Linked DNA regions of Bactrocera dorsalis: region 1 is linked to region 2. The links are chromatin contacts, called in public Hi-C maps. All regions are on one chromosome and are shown on one strand. Each heading gives the region's core, a stretch centred on a gene start, on an enhancer-like site or on the middle of the called end of the contact. The rest is flanking DNA. Distances are from core to core; before and after follow the strand shown. Region 1 overlaps LOC105225951 (ankyrin repeat and BTB/POZ domain-containing protein 2). Region 2 holds the start of LOC105225950 (endocuticle structural glycoprotein SgAbd-2).

What was found. A called contact is a pair of places that touch in the nucleus more often than the background predicts.
Region 1: a contact with region 2 is called in a Hi-C map of whole body, with 1.7 times the contacts expected there. The contact joins the enhancer-like site here to the promoter of LOC105225950 in region 2. A contact is called at or near these places in 2 of 2 Hi-C or Micro-C datasets (both in whole body).

The regions. Positions count from the first base shown.
Region 1 is chr5:66,000,877-66,005,595 of ASM2337382v1, reverse strand. LOC105225951 (ankyrin repeat and BTB/POZ domain-containing protein 2) reads left to right here. Exons shown (of 7, transcript XM_049459045.1): 3 at 151-960. The coding sequence starts at 425. Among protein-coding and RNA genes, the nearest start is that of LOC105225950, 52 kb to the right of the region's middle. Within about 2 kb of position 2,170, the one cell type or tissue checked has open chromatin away from gene starts, as enhancers often do.
Region 2 is chr5:65,948,574-65,953,736 of ASM2337382v1, reverse strand. It overlaps LOC105225950 (endocuticle structural glycoprotein SgAbd-2), which reads right to left and starts at 2,621. Exons shown (of 2, transcript XM_011204635.3): 1 at 2,337-2,621; 2 at 1,344-2,258. The coding sequence starts at 2,348. The coding sequence ends at 1,656. It overlaps LOC105225951 (ankyrin repeat and BTB/POZ domain-containing protein 2), which reads left to right. Exons shown (of 7, transcript XM_049459045.1): 7 at 1-358.

The DNA.
Region 1 (4,719 bases), core at 921-3,420, 52 kb before region 2:
TTATTCATGAAATTTGGTATGAATTAGTGTACAAGGTATAACTGTAAAAAATGTTAGTTATGTAATAAATCATATTTGTTAAATTTATATGCACGTTTTCTATTTTTTATTATTAAAAATCAACCATTTTTTTTCTTAATTTTTTTCCAGTGGCAGCCACTTACAAGCAGCACTAAGAGCCAACGCAGTAAATATTTCTCGCCACATCACAACACGTCTTAGCACGCTCAACCGCGTGGGTGTCAAAAGCAAGCAGCGAACGACAACAACAACATACGGCGTAAAGAAAATCACAAAGCGAAGTGAACAGTAGCAATTGGCCAAACCGCAACTGCGAACAAAAAGATTAACACTCCAGCTATACCAAAACACACACCATCTAACTATATATGTACGTGCAACTGATGCAGCAAACAGCGCACGAATGCCTGCAACAGCCGCCAACACCGCCAACATCAACACGATTATTGCCAGCAATCAGCAAGTGCCATTGCCGGCAGCAAGAACGACAATCAGCAGCAAGCAACGCAGCGCTGGTGGTGGCAATAACAACAACAACAGCAGCATTGTCGGTAGCAGCAATAATTACAATTTACGTCCAACGATTGCCGTGAAACCAAAATCAACCGCAGCGACAGCGACCGCAGCAGTAGCAAACACTGCTGTCTCACATTGCAAACCGCAATACAGCAACAACAGCGAGCACAACAACCAGCACAGCAAGAACAAGCAGTACGACGCATACAGCAACAGCAACAACAACAAAGATTGCGGTGTCGTTGCTGGCAGTAGCGGCAGTGGCAGTGGCAGCAACAACGCCAACAATAGCAACAACAACGATATGCCCGGACGTCACAGCTGGGACCCGGGTCGCATCGGTGTCGAACACTTGGCCGGCGCATTAAGTCCGCTCTGCATCACCGATTCGAGTCATGAAATCGTGCGACCGAAGCCGCGTAGGTGAGTGTCGCTGCCGCCGCCAAGGCGATGTCTGATTGATTTTTAAAGCACTTGCATGCATATACCTACTATATCTATCTATATATATAATATATATTACAGTACATACATATGTATGGACTTTGTTATATGTGTATTGAGTGTGGAATTTGTGCTTGTGGATTGTGTTTGACTTGTGCGCCTAAAGGTAGGCAATTACAAACAATAAATGTTATGGATTTCTTTGGCTGCATTGCTTAGAAAGAAAATCGTAGCATACCTTTAGGCTGAACATAGCTATATTATATATTTTTTACTTAGCTAAGGTCCCTGTCGGAAAATTTTGGTAGGTATTAATAATAAAAATGCTAAATGATTTATTTTGGTGAGAGATATGGAGATCTTTTTATGGAGTAGTGCTGAAGCCTTTGATTTTAATAAAAAAAAAAAAATAAAGAAATTAGAAACCCATCGGAAACGATAGATATAATAACGAATATTAAAGGAAAAATAATTAACTATCGATCTTTGCTCGGGAGAAGTAAGAGAAGCGGCATGGTTGATTTTTTGAGTATTAAAAATGATTTATCTCGATTTTCGGCAAAACTACGCGTCCTTTAGAAAAAAGTTATATGGCAAAGTTGTAGGTAATAAAGAGATTTACAAGTTTTGTATATAGACTTTCTTCAGATAACCTCAATTTTTATTTAAAGATTTCATATAAATAAGTTTTTGGCCTTTTTATTTATATCTTTTTTCACATAACCTCAAAATTTATGAGAAAAATTGATAAAACCAAGTTTTTGGAATTTTTTAAATTTTTTCTTATACAAAAATTGTTTTTCTGTCACGAAATTTGATGCAAACTTACCTTCTTATGCCCCAAAATACTGAATTTTTATTAAAAATATTAAAATCGTAAAAATATATATACAAGAGTTATATATCTTTTCACTACCTGCAACATTGCCATATAACTTTTTTCTATAAAATCCCTAGTTTTGACAGAAATCTAGTTAAACCCTCTCTCTTCAAGTGCCTCATACCGCAGAGCCACCAACAGCTTGCCGCGCAAAACTTGAAATTTGTGCGCCTTGCGGCTTTAACAAGCGCAACGGCAGTTGCTAAAATAGCAAAACGACACTGCAACAACAACAACAAAAATAACCGCCAGCAACCGCAAACGCTTGACAGCTGTGTTAGCGCTGTATCATCTGAGCGCTGGCAAACACTTGTCGGATATTAGTTTTCACCATTAACCTTGACCAGCATTCTGCCCTTCTGGCGCGGCGTGCTGCGCAGCTGCGGCTTCGTTTGGCGGTTTGTTGCCGCTTGAACACTTCTACACTTCCAGCGCACATTTAAAGACTGTGTGAATTTGCGTGCGCGTGCGCCTTTTTTCGTGTGGTTAGCGCACAACGGCATTGCCGATGATGAGTTGCTAAAACTTAACTGTTTACTTGCTGTTGCATTTGTATATGAATGTGTGTGTGTGTGTTGATTTGAATCTGAATTCAATTCATTTCATTTGTTTTCGTGTCATTTGTTGTTTAAACTGTGCTTGTTGTTGCATTGCGCTGCTCTAAACACCTTCAGTCAGCGCTCGAACGCTTGCAATTTTGATGCTTGAATTTTAAAACGATTCTCATTCGTTTTATGTATGTGTGTATGTATATATATGTATGTTGGTGGTACTGCCAACCGAGTATTGGCAGCAAAGATGACTGCAAATGTTGTTTGTTATAAAAATATTAGATTTTTTTAAATAAAACTTAATTTTGTTCGATCAGTTTGTATGGCAGCTATATGATATAGTGGTTCGATCTGAATAATTTCTTCGGATATTGTACCGTTACCTTGGACAATGACTCATTCCAAATTTCGTACAGATACCATGTCAAACAAGAAATTTTTCCTTACAAGAACTTGATTTTGTTCGATCAGTTTGTATGGTAGCTATATGTTATAGTGATCCGATCTGAACAATTTCAACGGAGATTGTAGAATTACATGAGGCAATAATTGTTGTCAAATTTCATGAAGATATCTTTATAAGAAAAAAAGTTTTTCATACAATTACATGATTTTGATCGTTCAGTTTGTATGGTAGCTATATATTTTAGTTATCCGATCCGAACAATTCTTTCGGTAAATATACCGTTGTTGTTAATAATAATCTGTGTAAAATTTCATGAAGATGTCTCTTCAAATAAAAGAGTTTTCCATACAAAAGCTTGATTTTGTTCGATCAGCTTGTATGGCAGCTATATGCTATAGTCATCCGATCTAAAAAATTTCTGCACAGATTGTTGCATTGTCTTTTTCAATACTTCATGTCAAATTTCATCAAGATATCTTTACAAATAAAAAAGTTTTCCATACAAGAACATGATTTTTATGGTTCAATTTGTATGGCAGCTATATGCTATAGTGATCCGATCTGAAAATTTTTCTTTGTAAGTCATACTTTTATTATTCGTAAAAAATCGTGTCAAATTTCACGAACTTATCTCCTCAAATAAAAAACTTCTCCATACAAGAATTTGACTCTGATCGCTCAGTTTGTAATTTACACTGTGCAGGGTATGCGGTGTTTACCCCAATAAAGAAGAAAAAGAAGTGTATAAATTTATTTATTTCGTGCGCATAATTAAGTGGACTTTATGGCTCATATTTTCGTTTAATATTTCGATGTTTAATGTTTTGCTCTAGAACGTCCAACAACACGTAGTCAAATTTAATGCTCTAGTGACGTTGACCTTGCTCGGTATTCACACCCAAGCTGGTTGTGTCAACACTTTATAAACGCTGCAAAAACGTAATTAAATACTCCTCCGCCACTGAGTTAATTACTCATTAAGTTAGTTAGTTGGTTATGAGAATTCGCGCTTGAACAATAAAACATAGAAGTGTTTTAATTTTTTTTTGATGGAGTAAGTGATATTTTTGGCGTAAATTTTAACTCAGCTCTACGGTGCTATAATGGATGAAAACACTCCAACTTTGAAAGTATTCGACGCAGTATTTGCTGAGGGAAGCAGTCGATGAGGAAGTCCTCTACTCAGTCGGAGAGTGAAGGACTTAGCTACACTTTGAATCTCCAATTGTCGACGCCAATGAAAACAAAGTAAGCAAATCATTTACCATCTCACTCACAAGACAGACCTGCTGCAAGCGACCTTGCTCACACTTGTGGCAGTGATTTGAGATTTCGATATCAAACTGAGTTTCGCAAATATTTTCAACCGACCAAAACTGAATTATCTGCAAGAATTGCATATTTGCGATAAAAATAGTTTACATACTCCGTACGAAAAGGCGGCTGTGCTTATTTCGTAATCCACACACGCTCACATTGACTTACTTACACACCAACTGAAGTCCAAAAGCCAGCGCTGTGAGTGATGAATTGTTGGCTGCGACTAAAGTGCGTCCAAAGAATTCGCCAAAAGCCAACGCAAAAAAGCGGAGTTACATAAATACGCTGGCTAGTACCAAAAGTGCGCCACAACAACAAAGACAACAAAGTTTGGCGCGAGTGTGCGCTTTATTAAGCAAAATCAACAGAAACTGCAAATCGCAGAAAAAGAAGAAGAGAAGTTGAGAAGCCGAAATAGAAAATTTGCGCTGACAGCAACAAGCGCAGACGGAGATAAACGAGCTGAACAGCAGCAACCTTTGTAAGCAGTTGGTAATTAGTTGATGTTGTCTGGGGCTGGCTTAAAGTGGACCGCGTACGCTTAGAAGGTCCACAGATGACAGTTGAAAAAAAAATTAACA
Region 2 (5,163 bases), core at 1,372-3,871:
CATAGCTGTAATTACCCCAACAAATGATCGACATTTTATCTTGCTTGAAGCAAAATTCAAACAATAATGTAAGTCGGCGCTTGAGCGCGTCTTCTTTTTCATTTTTTCTTTTGTTTTTGTTTTTTTTTTTTCAATATATATGTATGTGTGTATAACCTTGTTTGTAGCTTGCAAGACAAATATACTTTAGTTAGTAGTGTCCTTAAGCTTACGCAGCTTCTCTAGGCTGCCTTTATTGCTTGTACTTAGACTTGCTTGTAGTTTCTAGCGAAATTTAGATACAATGTTGTATGTATGTATATTTAGTTTATCCGATATTTTTATTAGATTTAATAAATTAAAATAATCCAGAAAAGAATTTATTATTATTGGAGTATTAATAGTAATACAGTGGCGTACCCAGAGTTTCTTTCTAGGGGTGCATGAGTTTTACTTCCAATATATTTTTTAATATTGACGTTACTTCGTAAATGCTTTTATATTTGAATTAAATTCTCCGATGTTAAGGGGTTTGTGACCCCCAAAACCCCGGATCCATAATTTATTTCTGATAGATGAAGGGGTTTCTTCCAACATATTTTTAATACCGATGTTACTTCCAAATTCTTCTAAATTTCAATTAAAGTCTTTAATTTTAAGGGGGTTTTGACACTCAATGCCCCCTAGATCCAAAATTTCTCTCTGGGAGGATTTATCCTTCAAACATATTTCTAGTAGTGATTTTGCTTGATAAATTCTTCTAATTTCGAACTAAAATCTCCGTTTTTTGAAATTGTTCGACCCCTTTGGTTCCGCCACTGTAATGACTAGTCGATTATATTATTTGAGTTTCTATAGTCAGTAGCTGATCCGGAATTTCTTTTTAGCGGTTTTTTCCTTCCAATATATTTTTAATATTGATGTGACTTCGTAAATTCTTCTAAATTTGAATTAAAATCTCCGATTTAAAGGGGGTTTTGACACTCACTTCCCTCTCAGATCCAGAATTTCTTTCTGAGAGGGCTCATTCTTCCAACATATTTTTAATATTGATTCTAGTTGGTAAATTCTTCTAATATTGAACTAAAATCTCTGAATTTTTCAAGGATTTGACACCAAAAACCCTTTCTGGTTACGCCACTGTAATATTTTGCCGATTATTATTATTTGAGTTCTGTAGCTGATCCGGATTTATGTATGGGGGGCTTTTTGCTTCTAACTTATTTTTAAAATTCTTCCAAATTTAAATCAAGAAGTCCTGTTATAGAGGGATTTTGGGGCTCAAAACCTCCTTCATTGAGCCGCCTCTGTAGTTATTAGTATATTTGGTTAGCAACTATTTCAAATCAGCGCTAAAGTAACCATAAGCAGATAAAGTCTTCTATGTTCTCTGTCAAACCCAAGTTTTTACCGATCACAGCGCCTAAAAGTATGCAACAGATATTGAACAACGCAAGCGATCGTGGTGAAAAGTCTTTTTATTCTCATTTGCAGCAATACAAGTAGATGCTAAACTCAACTTAAAAAGAAACATAAAAAAATAATGAAAAAAAAATAAAAAAAAATAAAATAAATTAAATTAAGTAAAAACAAAAAGGTCCACACCTAAAGCGTACATTTCATAATTTATCGCTTAACCGAATTCGAATTTACATAAGTAAACAACTACTCAGCGTTTACACCTGCATAATTTGGCCATTCCAAACGCTGCCCATAGCTGGTACCTGGGAAACATGTGGTACTTGCGAAACATGTGGTACTTGCGAAACATATGGAACTTGCGAAACATGTGGAACATTCGGTACATTCTCGACTTGCTGCTCTTGTGGTCTCGGCTTCTCCACCACACGCGGCAGTTGGCTATTCATCTTCGCCGCCGACGAAATCTGCGGCATTATGTTATTGCCCTCGGGCACGAAGCCGCGATCGTCGGCACTATAATGCACCACCACCTCCTTGCCGTTGGCGTCGAAGTACGAATAGCTGCCACTGATCTTCAGATATTGATATTCGGTGCCGGGGTTGATGACTACAGCGCTCTCCTGTCGAAACGAGCCATCCTCGCCGCGATAATGGAAATTGTAAGCGCCGTCGGTGGATTGCTGCAGTGCCGCATCCATGATGCCGATAACGGGCACACGTGGCTCCATTTCCATTTCTGGCACAACAACCGCCCCCATATTGTCCATCGCGCGCAGCTCCATAATGGGCTCGGTAACCATCAACTGCTCGTCAACGGGTGCGGCGCACGCAACTGCGAGCAATGCTGCAAAAGAGAGCTGTGGAAAATATTATTTTTTGGATTTAGTGTTAATTTAAAATAATGCTGTATATTTTTTGAAGAAGTCTTTACTAACGTATCGGAACATTTTTGAGTTTCACGCCTTGGTTGTTGCTCGCTTGCCTCTGGCTTAACAAATATGCTGAGGAACCGAGTTCACACAATTTTTATACCCAGTTTGCTGTGTGAAGAAAGTACAAAAGAACGCGCATACATAATTTCTTCGGCATATAAGGCAATAAGCTTTATTTTTAGCATCCATTTTGGCTCTTAAGTAGCTCTTAATTGCGCTTAAATGCAGTTCTTCTTTAAGTCTTTCAACTGACTTTGATTTTTGTTTGGCCAAATTATGCGCTGAGAGAAATTCTTGGCACTTTGTTATGCAAAATTTTTTGGAAAAATATCTGGCGACCGAAAATCATTGAATTGCTGGATCGAGGTTGATAATTTTATTATTACCAGGCACTTGAATTTCTAGATTAGTATGATGCTCTTTCCAGTTTTCGAACGAACTCAACGTTAGTTGTCTTCGTTGACAATAATTACAACTAAATGCGATTTAGTTAACCAATAAAACAACACCAACGAACAGCAAATGAGAACTCGCCTCACAGTTGCGTTACAACTTTGCTAGTTAGTAGTTTCAGGTAGTTTTTTCTTTCCTCATCGGCATACTCACCGATATATTGGGAAGTCGAAAAAGTATTTTCGTATTTTGTCAGTAGATGTCGTGGCAGTCGTATATCTCCAGTGCTACCAATCATATTGTGTCATACCATGTAGTGTTGGAAAGCTAAGATTTTAAGCTTCATTTAACCAAAAAAAAAATTAAATTCGGGGAAGTTGAAAAAAAGTTACAGCTGTTCAAAAATGAGTGAAAATAATGAGGAAATACGCTATATTTTGCAATTTTTGTATAAAAAAGGGAAGAATGCCACACAAACCACCAATGAAATTTGTGAAGTTTACAGAGACGATGCTTTATCAGTTCGTTCGCTTCCGAAAAATAAAAATACGAAAAGACTTTATCGACTACCCATTATTACGTCATTAGAAATCTCATTTATACAATATTAACAAAATCAGAGCGCATTTCGTTTCTTACACATGTTTCCAATCGCTCCAACTGACAAAAGCTTCAAAAGATCGCAAACAATTTGAGAAATGACTCTTCAGTGTGCCGTAATTGACGCATCTGCACGTCTTCTCGCAACGCTGCCGAAGAGTCATACGCAATCAGCGTCAGCAAGCGAACAAGTAGCAAGAAAAACAATATAAAGGCAAAAGCAACAACAAGGAAAAAAGGAAAGCACAGGACGGCGTTGCGTACAAGAATCATATGCGTGCGTTTGCAAGTGTGTTTGTGTTACAGTTTGCTGAGTTATGGCATTTTTTTGCGCCATTTCTTCGGGTAAACCGCAGCTGGTGGAGTGTAGAGTCGCTGAACTTATGACGGTGTGACTAAACAAGGTAAGTGGCAGTCAAGTGTTGGCAGGCGGATTGTGTAATGATTGAGAATTAATTTGCAATAATTTTCGTGGAAGGCAAATTTATGTGTTTTTGTATATATTTTTTTTTTATTTTTTATGCAAATGTCTCAAAATGCAATTAAAAAATATTATGGTTACTAAAGGTACATAAGTGATCAGCGGAACTCCTGCAGACTCCTTTACTTGAATGTGTTTCTAACAGAACACTATAGCCGTCCTGCTGTTTTGAGCCCACTCCACCAAGAGTCAATGTAAAGCTCTTAAAGTGGCTGGAGAAGCACACGAAATTGTCACTATTTCAGCAAAGCAAACCTGCCCAGAACATTCTGGACACCGACTACAACCTCACACAAAATAGACTTTTTGAGTTTGTTATTTAGGAAGAAAAGCTTCCCTTTATGGAAAGAAAATACCCACATCTCCAGTGAAAATAACCCCCGCTGTCGGTGGAAATCAGAGTTTGCCTTAAAAGTATGTTCTAATTAGACTTAAAAACTCTTAGGAGACCGCTATGACTCAGTATTTACAGAAGCAAGGATTGAAAGAACTAAGGCTAAGTGCAGAAAGAAGAGGTTCCAGTACTTTTCGTTCCCTTCAAGGAGGATACACTTGCCTTTTTTTCGGCGATCACCTCTTCATTCAATAGATCAATTTTTGATCTGATCTGAGGACAGAAAATAGCCTATGAGGTTCAGGTTTGGAGAATACAGCATGCCGACGCCGAATTAATAGATTTTTACCATCGTTTTCATTTGGCTTGGTGAATGAATGTTTGCATTCCGTCCTTCAAACGATCCAATAATGCTATCTAATGTTGATGGTCCTTCCTTTTTCGAGAGAGCCAATTACAATTATTCCTTACGCATTCCAAAATGCAGACGTCATGACCTTGCCAGCCGACTGTTTCACGCTTTTGAACGGAACGGTGTGCAATCCACTCGGATGACTGTCGAATGTACTTTGGAGTGAAATATCGACCATGTCGACGCAAAAACTCGAGTTTATTACGCTTGAACAACTCCAAACTTTGCTCCGAATCATCAACTCGTCGTTGTAGTACGTCAAAAGTGAGCTCACGTGGTGTCCAATTCGCACAGAACTTTCTCATGCACAGTCCTCGATGCACATTTCACCACGTCTAAGCTTAGCATAGGAATCCTTGTTGGTTGATTTTCCTGGGGCAGTGTCCATAAATTCATCTTCAAGCCAAGTTTTTGCTTCAACTGTATTTTTCCTCTTCACAAAGCAAGGTGAAGCCAAAAGGTTAAGGTGGAATCGAAACGCAAACACTTCATATATGGTATAGTCTTCACTGCGACAAAACGTTCGTGAGACAACCCGCAAGTAGACTAAAACGGCTCTCATTGGCAAGTGCAATGCTGCAAAGTGTGCTCTGTGGCTCAGGGAAGTTGG